Regions from separate parts of the Mus musculus genome. Here region 2 is linked to region 1. Evidence: chromatin contacts called from public Hi-C data. All regions are on one chromosome and are shown on one strand. Each heading gives the region's core, a stretch centred on a gene start, on an enhancer-like site or on the middle of the called end of the contact. The rest is flanking DNA. Distances are from core to core; before and after follow the strand shown.

Region 1 (7,371 bases), core at 2,495-4,994:
CTTTGAATCAGCAATTAAAGCTCTGCAGTGTCAGCTCTTCCTAGGTTTCATGGCCTCGTAACTACTGGGGTAGGAAGACTCACCACAGTGTCTTCCAAGCCTGTTAGTGTCTAACTACCTAAGCCCTCCTGCTCCTACTGGGGGACCCCATAAGATTCTTAGTAAGTGTGAGGAGAGCCAGCCACAAGGCCCACAGTATTCTAGCTGCTGTATGACACTATCCCAGGTATGGCATGATACTAACTTTGCCCAGTAGCGCAAACAGATTAGTGCAGAGATAGCCAAGTTTATACTCTAATAAAAGAACCACTGGCTTCCCCTACTAGAAAGAGGGGAAGGTCACTAGACCAAGGTATCTCCTTGATCTCCAGTCAACTGCAAGTGGTTTGCCGGAGATGCCCGAGTATACAGGAAGTAGATGATTAATTGAAGAGGCTGCTCTATGGCACAGCTGTCATGAGTTCATCATCCATGACGGGCGAGACTTTTCAGTGATGTGGTTCATGCTGAAAAAACTCATGAAGTCACTGGTCTCAAGGCATTGGCCTTTGGTGAAACTGTGCTTCTTTCTGTCATCGTTGCTCATCTGGAATGAGCAGATGTTTGTGTCATCCTAGGAGAGGTTAGCACAACATGAGAGAAGTGTGCTTCCATCCCAGCCAGAAAGCCAAGAGATGCAGACATGCGGACAAGTGAGTGAGGCATCCCAGGAGAGCAGTGGCTGCTGGGTGGGAACGAGCCTGACCCTTCTCCACAGTGGGTTTGGAGTCTTACTAAAGAGTGGAGGACAGTCTTAAAGTTCAGCATGTAGCACAAGCCATCCTCCACCACCCAGAAATGGAGAAGAATGCTTGTATGTATCTAAAAGTGTCTGTCCAGTGGGCATTCTCTGGGCAGTCGTTTCTGGATATGCATCTCAGTATCTTAGCTTTGAAAACAAAGTACAAAGAGGCTAAAAATATATTAATATACTTAGCATGGTGATTCCAGGGCGGGGGGGGGGTGTCTAGCCACAGCAAAGGACCAGGAAAACAGAAGACAGAGGTTTGAAGCTGTTTGTCACATGCTATTCAGAAGAGTGGGCATAGAGAAGAATCTATTGACACACGGCTTATGTGCAGCCCCCTCCGCCTCCCACATACATAGAATGAATGACCCTCAGTTACCCTTGGCTGACCTCTGTGGTTGGTAGCCAGGCAGCTACTCTTATATAACCTTTTGGGTTCGCCCAAGGACCCAAGAAGTCTTCATTTGGCCCATGGGCAGAGAGATAGGCAGCAGAGTGGTTATCTCTTGATCTCCCTACATACATACAGGACCTCACCCATCTTCCAAGGATGCTCAGAGGTCCCTCCAGCTGGAAATGTCTTAGACACATTCAACCCCTGTAAGGGGAGAGACTCACTGTGTCTATCACACATCTCAAAACCACAGTAAACTCCTAGGACATCTAAGTCCAGTCCCCAAACTCAGTTCATGCTGAGGCAATCCCTATAGAATTATCCTTTAAATTACTCAGGACCTGGGTTCTGTCTCTTTTAGAGTAGCTGTGTTGGCTTTCTTCCAGGAACGAGGTCTTAGCTGTGCCCTGTCCCACACCCAGTGTTTCTTTATTGTTTCCTTCCATTCTGTCTTTGTCTTTCTAACATCTTTCCTTTTCTCAATGCAGCTCTGTCCGGTCCTGTGCCTAACCTTGCTCTTCCAGTGCCATCTTTTCATAGATGAGTCTACTTAGAGTAGTCTAGCCTTCAGCCCCGCCCCATCGGGAGAATTCAGACATTACCTCAGACTGCATGCCCTCTCCACTCTATCCACCTTAAAAATTATTCTATTTAGTTTCATTTTTAAATTATTATGTTCATTATAGTAATATAGTTCTTAATTATGACACTATGCAAAACCCAGGTAACCAAAGAGGAATGCTCTGAGCAGGTGCCTCTTTCCTGCCCCTGTGTCCCCTTCTTTTCTTCATGTTCTCTCAGGTTCAGCAATTCATGTCTTCCTCTCTTTCCCACCTCTACCACTGCTCCTGCTTGCCTCTTTCCTGGAGTCACCTTCCCTCTTTCCAGGGCCAGCCCACCCCTTACACCCTGAGCTGCATCCTAACCATACCTCCTTTCTGTCAGGCTACCCAGAATCTTTGCAGGGAAGAGCTTGTCACCAAGGGTCTTTGTGGCGTACCAATCTGACAGTTTCCTTCCTGCCCTGCAGGAGACCTCCCTCGCTGTTTGCGCCTCAGTAGGTATGCACCCAGCTGGGGTGCCCAGATAGGCAAGAGACAGGTTCTTCTGTACAGCCCTGTCTAGCCGAGCCACTGTTGGACCACAGAGACATAATCCACATGACACATGTGCCTCCCTGTGGGTATCTGGGACAGGTGCACGGAACAAGCGAAAGCAGACATGAATCGAGGCATGCTCTTTGCCCTTGGTTTTAAGAGCTGGAGCAACATCGGCATTCCCCAGTTCATGTCCTCTACAGGGAAATATACGGCGGCACTTCAAACCCTAGGCTTACCTTCCCCAGAAACTGGCCACTGAGAGCCCAGAGGCCACTAAGACTCTGCTGAACTAGTTTGGTGATTCTAAGCCTACGACCAGCCCAGAGTGATTACTCTGCTACCTACCACGTGCCTTAGACATTTCGCTTTAATCTAGAACCTCGGAATCGTACTATGTCACGTGAGGGTGGGTGGAGGAGGATGGTCTGCTGGGCTGTCAAACAAGAGCTTCCATTCGCCTAGACAGTCTTGAAATGTTCAGGAAAAGTCTGTCGTGTGTGTCGTGTGCAACTAGCACGGGTTGCTATAGGAGCCAAAGTGATGGCTCCTAGCTGGGTTCAGGGCTGGGTGGGCACGATCCTCCCATCACCAACCCCACCCGCAGCCCCGAGCCAACGCGGTCCAATTTTCCTCCAGCAGGCGGCGGGCTGGTAGCTGTGTGCAAGGCGTACTCTGCACGAGAGGCGGCAGTACGGACTCGACCTGGCCGCGGGGATAACCGTGCGCAGGAGCTGTCGTGTCACTGCGCGGCGGATCAAGCGGGTCCTCGGGGTTCTCAGGGCTCGCGGCCCCGCTGGGCTGCAGTTCCAACCCATTTACTCCGAACCAACGCTGCTAGAACCGAGGATCCTCCGGGGCTGTGGATCCCGGCTGAAGCAGGATCTGGGGTCCGGAGCTACTGCAGCTCCGCCAGCGGCCACTGGGGGCTGCAGTGCTGGAGAGCCCGGCGGGGACAGAGCGCTTCGCTCTGCCTCGGAGTCCTGGGGCGCCTTGGGTTTCTAAGGCTGTCTGCACCGCTGGCCGCAGCTGCCTGCATAACCCGCACAGCATCCTCACAGATCCGTGCGTGCGACCGCTGCGTGTGTGTGTGTGTGTGTGTGTGTGTGTGTGTGTGTGTGAGAGAGAGAGAGAGAGAGAGAGAGAGAGCGCTTTGCGCGCACGCGTGGGGGGGGCCAGTGGTGTGCATGCGGGGAGTGCGGGGGAGTGTATGTGTGTGTGTGCCTGTGGGTGTGAGTGCCTTGCTCACACACACACACACACACACACACACACACGACAGACTGGTCTGAACTTGAAGACATCCCACATTCCAAGAGGCTGCAGGTTCCTGGGGATGCCAGGGGGGTTCTTCAACAAGGAAAATCCTACCCTCATCTTCCTAGAAGGGATTATCTTTTTTTATCCTTTTTCCCCCTTATTTTTTTAAAATCTGGAAGAGAAGAGCACAAGTTGTACTCCCCCTCCCGCCCCTTCTTCTTGCTAAATGCCATGGATATAACTGAATAAGCTGCTCAGGGCTCTCCCCGCGTGGATGGTCCGAGGCCACCATCTGCCTGCCTTCGCTGGATCGCTGCAGCTGGAGCGCTTAGCGTGAGCCTGTCTCCGGCCAGGAAGGATGCGTGGCCGAGCCAAGGAGCCCGGGCGCCCTGCGGAGCCGGCCTTGGAGCCTCCCCGCCACGGGTAGATGCCGCCTTGCCCAGGTGAGTGGCTGTCGCTGCTGCTGCGTCTTGGCGACGCTGGGTGTCCGCGGGAGATGGGCGCAGGGATGTGCGCACCTGGGGGAACAGGGGAACTTTGCCTCTTTTCCTGCCTCACTTGCGGACTTCCTCCATCCTATAGACTCCTGTGGATGCCTTCTCTATTCCATCCTTCCTTCTATATTGTGTTTTGATAGAGTGGGGGAAGGGGAGAAACTGATGGGGAGGGAGGAGAGCGGGTCCTGGTGAGGCTTCAGACCGGTCTGGGTTAGGCTTGGAAGCTGGAGAAAGAGACCTCAGTCTCCTACAAAGGCAATCCTTGAATGCAGAACTTTGCCGCTAGACCATGCTGTTGCGTGTTAGCACATGCCAGGCCTGGCTAGGACGGTGCTGAGGTCTGGGTGACTATTCTGGGGTCTTCAGGAGCTTGGTTCCTGGACGGGTGGGGTGGAGACAGGGGGGGGGGCAGCGATGGAGTGCCGTGGAGGAGGGGAGGGAGGCATGGTTGCAGGGACCCTATCCTGGCCTCAGGCAGATCTAACCAAGATCAGGAGGACTCTGTGTGCCCACTCGGGTTGCTGAGAATGCCATGATAAAGCAGTATGTAAGCCGGTGTTAGCCATGCCCATGTTGGTAGTCCTCTGTCTCTCACTCAGCCCTGCCCTGCTTCTAAGGCTGGCCTGAGCAAGAATTGAGACCGAGACCAGCAGACAGCTCCCAGGAGGAGGGCAGTGCCTTGCTCCCCACCTTCCCCACAGAGAGCACAAAGGACAGAAGCGTTGGGTTCCAGGGAAAGGAGTCCAGACATCATCGAAAGAGAGAGAGATTGAGAGAGAGAGAGAGAGAGAGAGAGAGAGAGAGAGAGAGAGAGAGAGAGCAGGAATCAGGCAAAGCCTGCAGAGGAACCGAGCACGACTCATGCCAAGTACACTCAGAAACAGCTGCAGACGGACAGACACCTGCAGGGAGAGGGCTGTCAGAGCCTGTCCCTCTGAGCTGGAGCCACATGCATGCCTAGAAATGTTAGCCCTCTGTCCTGGTTAAAGCAGTGCATTTGCATGTGTGTCTGTCTGTCTGTCTGTCTGTGTCTGTCCATGTCTGTCTGTCTGTTTGTCTGTCTGTGGCTTGAAAGATCTGACCCCTGGGGCAGAGTGGAAACCCAGCTAAGGAAGAAAGTAACCAGGTAACCTCCAAGCTAGCTGTGGAGTTCCAGGTTTCAGGACAGAGGTGGGTTGATGCACTTGGGCGGGGGCCTGGTGGAAACTCTTGCTTGAGCATCAGGAAGGCTGGTGGATGCAAGCAAATAAACTAGGCTTTTGTCCCATGTCCTGGGTTCAGACAGAGTTGAAAAATAGCAAGCCATGCAGCCAACAGGGCAGTGGGACGGGTTTAGGGAGCCTGTCAGAGGCAGAAAGTGAGAGAGGGTTGGGCCTGGAAGACCTGTGCTTAAAGTGTCAAGCCTTCCTGACCCAGTGCTGCTCCTCTCCCCACCCCACCCCCATGGACTGTGGTACATCCTGTCCCTCTGCTGTAGGCAGGGGTTACAGAATTATATGGCCCTTCTCTCCCCTCCCTCCTATGCTCTGCTGCAGGCCCCCTTCCCTAGCCGTCCAGCTCTGGTCTAATTCCTGCCCCAATGGTAATTCCTAATCTTCTTGCCCTCAACCCCAGAACACAAGCAGCAAACCCATCACTTCTGGTGAAGCTTCTAGCGATGTTCCTCGGTAGGCCAGCTCCCAGGGACAGCTCCTGGTACAGGACAGGGTCTGTCATGGTTGGGAGGAGGCTGAGCTCCAATATCTTTCTTTGAAGTATGGGCTTTTTCCCAAGGCCTAGAAATGTGAGCAGCTGGGGAGGGTGAGCAGAGAGCATTGAAAGGCCAGGCCGAGAATAGGAGGACGAAGGAAGGGAATAAGGGATGCAGACAGGAGGTGGGGATGCTCTAAGACCCCGTGGCCCTGACTTGGCTCCAAAGGGCCTGTTTTCTTATTCTCCATCCTGCTTCAAAGTAAAATCAAGGACTGGGGCTTCTGGCTTCCAACCGCCAGCCTGAAGGGTGGAGCAAATTTGTTCTTTTATGTTGCTTTTCTTCTTGTTGTTGTTTTTGGTGTGTGTAGAAACTTCTGAGCTCTCGGCTGTGGGGGTGGGGGTGGGAGTCAACTCACGGACAATTGAGCATTGATGTTGGCATTTGAAATTGCTTTCAAAAAGCCCCCTGTCCTGCGGCAAGGAGGACCACGATGGCTGAGCTTAGGGTAGACATACACATGCACACACACACACACACACACACACACACACACACACACACACCACTGAGTGGGATCTTACAGATGTCTTTGGGCAAAGGCAGTAGAAGTAGGCTCTTTATGGTCCTTTTGTCACATGGGGATAGAAATTAAATTTGGATAGGCCACATTCAAATTCTGACTCTGCCACATTCTTGTTAGTCACTTAAGACCCACGGTCTCACCCCATGAAATGACATAGTCATGCGTATTCCGCAAATGTGTGCTGACCCCATGTTTTCCTGGCAGGCTCCACATCCTTTCTCAGATCCATCCCCAGGGAAAGTAGGGAGGCAGGGAGAGGCCTTCAGAGCAGTGGAGGATGGAGGCTTGTGCTGCTACTTCCCTGTTCCTTCGGGGAACTCGCCAGAAAACTTTAGGAATTGATTTAAGGCCATCCGTTTGACCTATGGGGCCCCCGGCAGATGCTTCGCTCCCTCCTTGTGTGTTTTGGGGGTCCTCTAGCCATGGGTCTTTGCTAGGAAAGCCAAGCTCTGTGCTTTACGAGTTTAGTTTCTTACCCTTTCCTGTCTGAGGCTTGAGTGTGAAATCTAAACCCTCCCTCCTCCAGCCCCTGCTGTCTTCTCCTCACTCTGTCTCCCACCACACCCTGACCTCACAGATGTCCATCCTGTATTACAAGTGTTTGCTACCACATCTGACTCCCCACCCACCCACCCCCCACCCACCCCGCTCCGATGCAGAGTTGCGTTATGTAGTTCAGGCTATCCTTGTACCTTAGTCTGAGGAGTGCTGGGATCCCATGATTTCCCTGGGCATGAGGTATTTTGAGAAAATACATTCTAAAACTCCTGTCTGGCTCAGCCCTGCCCTGGCTATGAATTGGGCCCACATGCTTAGAAGCAGACACTGGGCAGACAGGACAGTTCAGAGATGTCAGTAGGATGCCTGAGGAAAATCATGGGCTGAGCACTCAGCATCATTTAGAGATCCTTCTTCATTCCTCCACCTCATGCGTAATGTGGACAGAGACTAATCCTTGTCCTCCAAGGCCTGGTTTCGGATGTTAGGACTCACTCAAAAGTTGGCACCTTTGTCAGCAAAAGGCCCAAAAGACCCAGGCCTCAGGTTTTGCTGGTATGGT
Region 2 (7,371 bases), core at 2,138-4,637, 44 kb after region 1:
TCAGAAAGGCTTAGCCACAGGGATCCCAGGCCTGGGGCTCAGAGGGACAAAGGCTGGCTTTCATCACAGCTTCCCTGTTGACACTGAAAGTTTGAGATGAATAAAATAAAAAAAAAAGAACAGGCCTAAACAACTCAACCCCAGGTGAGACATTCATGCCTGCTATGGTGGTAGGCTGAGGGGGTGGAGACACGGTAGCCATTTGTGCGTGGGTTAGGAAGAAGCTCTCACTTGCTTTGCAGGGATGGAGAACTTGGATCCAGACCTGGGGTTACTGTGTTCCAGCCTTCAGCTGGGCTTGCGGGGCTGGTGGGGGGAGCAAACTGGCTATTGTATCCTGGTGTGAAAGGGGGTACTCCATGGCTGGAAAGTTGGGGTGCTGATACTGTGGAAGGTTGCAGTTTCCAGTGGGCCTTATCTGAACCATTCTACTCATTACTCAGCCTTTTGTGATTGACCTGCAGGTTCAGGGAGGCTGGAGAGCTGACTCTGAGTTTCAAGAGCACATACTGTTTTTGCAGAGGACCTCATGTACATACACACAAACACACACATATACACACACACAAACACACACACATACACACACAAACACACACACATATACACACAAACACACACATATATACACACACATATGCACACACAAACACACACACATACACACACAAACACACACTCATACACACAAACACACATATGCACATACACAAACACACACACATACACACACAAACATACACACACATATACACACAAACACACACATATACACACACAAACACACATACACACACAAACACACATATGCACATACACAAACACACACACACACATACACACACATACACACACAAGCATACACACACTTAAAGATAAAAGCCACATCTTTTAAAGATACAGATTTGGGGCATCCAAAGATGGAAGACAACTTTTATGTGGTCACTCATGAAGTCAGCCATTGAAGTGAGACTTTCTCTCATTGTTTAGCACTACTCTACTATGAAAACGGAGATGTGTTCAGACCTGATAAACCTTCCGAAGTGATCAGACAGTCTCACAGGTCTCCAATGTCTCCTCAGCCTTGCATGTGGGGGAGGGGTCTAACAACCCTCCTGCTCTGACTTCTTTGCTTATGCCAGCTCCCATGAATCCTTTCTCAAAAAATAAATAAAATAAAATAAAATAAAATAAAATAAAATAGCAAGGACCAGATCCCCCGTGTCACATGAGCTGACCATTTAGAATTGACTGCAGGCATTTGCCACACTGAGGACAAGAACAGAGCCCTGCATCCCCTGAGGACAGAGGGTAAAGAGAGCAAACGGAGGCAAACACCCAGGTTGCTTTTCCTTTCAGCATGCTGTGAGGATGCCTGACTCTTGGCTGACACAAAAGATGTCCAAGCCAGGGAAGCCCCCATCGCCGGCAGCTGTTTCCCACCTGGGACCTGACCCATAATTATAATCCTTTTCTTTTGATTTTTCTTCACGAAAACAGCAACATTCCAGCTAGACTTGGAGTTGAAAAAAACAGCCTGTGTCAAGCTTAAGAGATTTATAAACAGTAAAAATAACAACACAGGCCTGTCTCCTCTCAGCTCATTTCCTTCCCTGAGTGGAGGAAGGGAGAGAGTGCAGCAGAGGCAGTTTGGTGGTGGGGATCAAGTCAGAGTGGGGTGGACACCCCAGGTGTCCATGGGCCAGGGGTACAAGCCAAGGATATGTCTAGCTGCCAAAAAGCACTAACGAGTAAAGCCGCCTCTCTTGGCAACAAGGCCCGTACCTACACATAGCTGTGTATGTATCGTTAACATGAGCTCTGGGCTTTATCCAGAAAGGATTTACAGGGCTCATGTAAGGATTGAAGCCAGGCTGAAAGCTCTGGTTGTCCCTCTGGCATCTGTGCTGATGAAGTAAGAGCCCATCAAGCTGAGGTGATGTTCCTGCGTCAGAGAGAGAACGCACGCTAAAGAATGGTCACGTTGGAAGATCCAGCATGCACCCGCCATTAATCAGATTGTCGCGTCTACAGAGCTGGTGGGGCCTCAGACAGCCCTCAGACTTGGTCAGTCATTGTGGACTGTCCCTTTTGCAGCAATGGCATATAAACGCCAAACCTGGTCCTTTATAGCCACACCCTTTGCCTGCATCCTCTCCTGTGCTTATGGGATGTCTTGCGTTAGATGCCCTTGGAAAAAAAGGGGGCCATGTGACTCTAGGAAGTCACAGCCCCTCTTGGCTCTTCAGAGGCCTGGGGTCTTCTTGCCAGCAGAGAACAACTTGGGGGGGGGGGGCTAGCTTCAAGAAGGCAGCCTTAGCCGGGCAGTGGTGGCACACGCCTTTAATCCCAGCACTTGGGAGGCAGAGGTAGGTGCATTTCTGAGTTCGAGGCCAGCCTGGTCTACAGAGTGAGTTCCAGGACAGCCAGGGCTATACAGAGAAACCCTGTGGGGGCGGGGGGGGGGCAGCCTGAGGGGCCTGCAGCCCAAATGGGAGTTGGAAAACAAAGATGCCAGGCCCAGCTCCCCCTGCTTGGAGAGGGAGGCCTGAGCAGAGCTAAGCTCAGAGGAGGGGACCCCCACAAGGTCCTCTGCTATCTTACTTCTTTGCATGCAGCCTAGCTCAGAGGCCCAGGGGATTGGTGCCCCACTGGTAGCCTGAGTGAGGGCTACTTCTCTGAGAGGGAAGAGAGAAAGCCATTGCTGGTGAGGGCTGCTGACCCTGCTACCAGTGCAGGAAGGCTCTGCACTCAGCAGATCTTTTCAGAGCTCTCTGAGTCTATAATGTGGCTGTTTCATTGTGATATTTCCCATCCACCCATCTGCCCATCATGGAGGCCTTCTGCATTCCCATCTTTCTCTTCTCCAGCCTGTTCTCCTTCCTCCCCCTTTACCTTTCTTATTCTCTTCCTCTTCCCCTTCTCCATCTTTCCCTCCACCCCTTCCTCTCTTCTTCATCATTCCGCCCCTCCCTCCTCCTAATCCAGTTCCCCCTTTTGTTCCTGTTCCTTCCTCCCTCCCTTTTCCCATGTCCTCCTCCCTCCTCCCTCCTCCCTCCTCCCTCCTCCCTCCTCCCTCCTCCCTCCTCCCTTCCCCTGGCCCCCAACACAACAGTGCCAGGGCTGCATTCCTAATGATCCCCTGCTGCCTCTGTCAACTCTCAAGGCCCAGGGTTTCTAATTGGAAAAACTCACAGGCTGCGAGTGCTGCGAGCCTGCCTTGGAAAGGCAATCACCAGGAGCCTACAAAGCTCCTTGCAGAGGCCGAGGAGCCTCCTCCTGGCACTGTCCTGATTTTCACATTAGAATTGACAGGCATGTACCACACAGCACCCCCGGCCCCCAGAAATTGATCATGAGTGCATGCCCGTATGAGTGTATAGATGTGTGGGCTCTGTGCACAGGCTGGGTGTGCCTCTGGGTGTCTGCCAGTGAAGCTGTCTGTCATGGTGTCTGATGATGCATATGTTTGAAGAACACACACACACACACACACACACACACACAGAGAGAGAGAGAGAGAGAGAGAGAGAGAGAGAGAGAGACTCTGTGGCTGGCAGGCCCACTGTTTGGCACCGGTCTCTGGGGGGGGGGGGTGGGGAAGTGCTGGATTTAGACACCTCTGCTCTGGCAGAAGATGCTGATGCTGCCATGTTTCTTAGCATCTTCTGCAAGTGAGAAAGAACATCCCACTTAGGGCGGCTGAGACCTGTCACTTGTACCTGTGGTCAGTGTGTCTGAGGTCTTGCACATGTGTAGGGGCCAGGGGACAACATTCAGGATGGTTCTCCGGGCACAGTTCTTATTTTCGGAGAAAAGATTTCTAACTGGGACCTGAGCTTGCTGATGGTTGGCCAGTGAGCTCCGGGGATTCCCCCAGGTCTACCTCCCCAGTGCTGGTATCGCGAACCTTGGCCACTGCACCTGATTTTTCTGTTTTTCAGTGGATTGTGGGGTTGAATGCAGGACCTCATGTTTACAAGACCCACAGTTTCCCCGACTCAGCTACTCCTTACTCACCAGCTCCTTCACTCTTATGCTGTAGAGAGAGGCTATGGGGTTTTCTCTTCAACACTCTGATATCTACTTCTACCCCACCCCCACCCCCCTCAGTGTCCACCATGCTCCATCATAAACCCCCACCACGGGGATTCCTCTCTGGGAAAGCTTCCGAACACCCAGGGTGTCACAGGTATATCCATGGGCCATAGTCAACCTGGCTTACCCGGAATGGGTTAGTCAGGCTGTTTTCTTTCCCTGCCTCTGACTCAGAGGTGAGGGCAGGGACAAGGCTTCCAGACGTCTTCACACAAGTGCTTCAGGGTGTAGCACTCGGCCTAAGCTCTGATAGAGAGCGTTGGAGGCATAGTCTGTGCCACAGGAGTGTGCTTCGCTCGTTACAGATTCCTTAGGGGGAAGGCTGGAGTCAGATGGTTGACTCCATGGGAGAGAGAAGGTGTCCCCAGTCTCTGAGCTCCACTCTGGGAACACAGCCATCCTTCTGCCTCAGCATGTAGGGAGGAGCCAGCACCTAGAGCCCTGCCTAGGCCAGGACTCAGAACCTCAGGGCTCGGGTCTTTTCCTGGAGAGACACTGCATCCCTTCCTGTCCCCAGTGGCTTCCTGCAGCCACAGACTTCTCTTGGCCCCCAAGGAAGCTAGGGAAGATTATTAACTGACCAGATATCCTGTTCTATCATAGAAGCTCTCCTCCCTGGCATCAGTGGTCTCCACTGTGCCCCTCTGGCCTCTGAGGGCGGTGGGGACTCCAGTAGCAAGGAAAGGAGATGGAGAGAGAGCAGTGGAGACCCATCGTAAGGGGCTCACAGAAGGCACAGCCTTGTGCACTGTTTGCTCTCAGAATGAAAATGCTGTTATGTTCATTATGTTCTCTGCCTCCAAGACTACTGTGTGGCAGTGGCAGCTGGCAGCCCCTTAGGGCGACATCACGTCTTCTTTTCCCTCACTTCCAGTCACAGCAGATCCACACAGAAGAAAATCCATGGGCCCTAAGAGCTCCCCCTCTGCTTCCTTCTCCCTGGCTCAGCACTCTGGAGTGGGGTGATGCTCAATCCCCCCAGTGCTGATGGAGAAGGAGACGACTCCAAGGGTCTGAGGCGTACGCAAAGGGATGAAACATGAGTTTTAGAAGATACCACCCCCTGTGAAGGGGCGTAGATTCAACCTGTTGTTTTCTAAGTCAGCATCCCTGAAACCTAGAGGGAAGGATGAGAGGACTTAGAATCCTGTACCCAAGTGATGATTCTTCCAACACGTTTATTAAATGCCAAGTACTTACATTGCTCAGGCTAGCCTCTGACTTACTATGTAGCCAAGGATGGCCTTGAACTCCCGATCCGCCTGGCTTCTATTACCCAAGTGCTAAGGTTACAGGCATGCACCACTATGCCTAATGTATGTGATGCTTGAGATTGAGACCAGGGTCTTGTACACACTAAACGTCCTCTCTGACCTGAACTACATCTCCAGCCATGGGATGGTACATTAGTAGCGACACTGTCAAGTATAGTATTTTCCCACAACTCTAACAAGGAAACCAAACCAAGGAGTATTAAAGGGGCAGTCCTAAGTTCACACAGGTGGTTGGCTGCCGAGCTGAAGTGATGCCCAAGTCAAACACAGTCCATAGCCACAGCTACAGGCGACCAGGACCCTGACTGGAGCTTATTATACACTGGACCATCTGACCCCATCGGGAATTGAAAGAGGTGACCAAAGGGGGCAGAAAAGGGCAGAGGCTTACACTGTCTTGGTCCCAGGGGGACTCTGTATGTTAGTGGACTTCATTGTTCCATAACAAATAGACAAAGAAGTAAGACCAAACTAAGACCTCAGCTTTCCTCCACCTAAGGTCTCCTTAAAATATTTTCAAATGATTATTTTATCTTATATGTATACCTATTTTGCCTGAATGTGTAGATGTGCACCCCGTAACTGTCTAGTGCCTACTTGGGGTGCTTCAGACCTGGAGTTACAGATGGTTGTGAGCCACCATGTGGGTGCTGGGAATTAAATCAAAGCCCAGTCCTTTAAACAAGAAGCCTGTGTTCTTAACCTATGTGCCCCAGGTCTCCTTATCCAATATAAAGTTCAGCTATCCATTGGTTCTCTGCTCAAAACACAAAGCTTTCTCCAGTGATCTGAGCCAAAGGGCTATGCAGGCTTGGGCGCTGTGTTGCTAAAGTGGGTGTCTGGGCACCTTAGCGGCTTGTGAGGATGCTCCTGTGGGTGGGATGCTGTGTTGTCCTCTGCTGCCACCACACTTCTAGGACCATACCTGGCCTGCAGCGGGTTCTCAGAGGCTATTAAATGAAGGATAAGCGGAACCTGAATGTCTCTCGGGGCTGCTGAGAGAAGCCTTTTTCTCATCTTCTTGTCTCCTTTCTTCCTGTTTCCCCAACAGTTAGTGTTGGCTTACAGTGACCCCTTGTCAGTAACTGTCAGGGAAGAAACATCAAGATGATTAAAGTTGGAGAAATGGTGCCTCTGGGGTACTGTTGACAGGCAGAGGGTCACTGACCCCTGAAACAAGAGGCAGCCTCTAGCTCTGTTTAGGAAGGCTCTGGATGTGGACAGCTGATGGCTGTTCTCAGCCTCTGCCTTTAGGGGTCTGGCTTGGGAGTAGATGACATAGAAATGGCCACTTGGATCTGGGGGCAGGTTGAAGTTGGGATGAGGACCAGGCTATCAGGTGCCTTGTGGCATTAGAAACTGAAGAGCCTGGGAAGAGAAGAAACCAGAAGGTAAAAGTCTCGGCCCAAAACTTAAGAGGGGAGATGACTCATTCGTTAGGAGCACACACTGTTCTTACAGCGTTCCCGAACCTATATCAAAAGGCTCAACTCTATCTCCAGCTGCAACTGACACCTCTGTACTCACATGGACATACCCCTACCCCACAGACACACGGATACACATGCATAATTAAAAACAAAAAATAAATCTTTTAAATAAACTTAAAAGCTATCACTAAAGTCACTCCTTAGGGGAAATAATCTGTACTTAATGAGAGTGTGTGTGTTTGTACATGTGCTTGTGTATGTGTGTGTGTGTCCTTGGGTGTACATGTGGGTGTGTGTTTGTGTATCTGTGTGTTTGTGTGTGTATATCTATGGTGTGTGTGTGTGCTTATGTGTGTGTCTATGGTATATGATGCGTGTGTGTGTGTGTGTGGTGTGTGTGAATGTGTGTATCTATGGTGTATGTGCTTATGTGTGTGGTGTGTGTGAGTGTGTGTGTATATGTGTGCTTGTGTGTAGTATGTGTGTGTGAGTGTATGTGCTGTGTTTCTGGGTGTGTATCTATGGTGTGTGTGCTTATGAGGTTTATGTGCTTGTGTGTGAGTGTGTGT

Evidence for each region. Hi-C and Micro-C count contacts between places; a contact is called where the count stands out from the background.
Region 2: a Hi-C map of cortical neurons shows a contact between it and region 1, with 3 times the contacts expected there. The contact joins the enhancer-like site here to the promoter of Lrfn2 in region 1. A contact is called at or near these places in 1 of 39 promoter capture datasets (hippocampal neurons), 6 of 484 Hi-C or Micro-C datasets (cerebral cortex, cortical neurons, embryonic stem cells and 1 more), 4 of 115 datasets of contacts at active chromatin or transcription factors (double positive thymocytes, embryonic stem cells, forebrain and 1 more) and 1 of 9 other capture datasets (adipose tissue).

The regions. Positions count from the first base shown.
Region 1 is chr17:48,928,838-48,936,208 of GRCm38.p6, forward strand. It overlaps Lrfn2 (leucine rich repeat and fibronectin type III domain containing 2), which reads left to right and starts at 3,745. Exons shown (of 3, transcript NM_027452.3): 1 at 3,745-3,981.
Region 2 is chr17:48,973,539-48,980,909 of GRCm38.p6, forward strand. All of the region lies in intron 1 of Lrfn2 (leucine rich repeat and fibronectin type III domain containing 2), which reads left to right. Among named protein-coding and RNA genes, the nearest start is that of Lrfn2, 45 kb to the left of the region's middle. Within about 2 kb of position 3,388, at least 53 of the 459 cell types and tissues checked have an H3K27ac peak or open chromatin away from gene starts, as enhancers often do. A contact at or near this core is called in cerebral cortex, cortical neurons and hippocampal neurons, where this site is marked.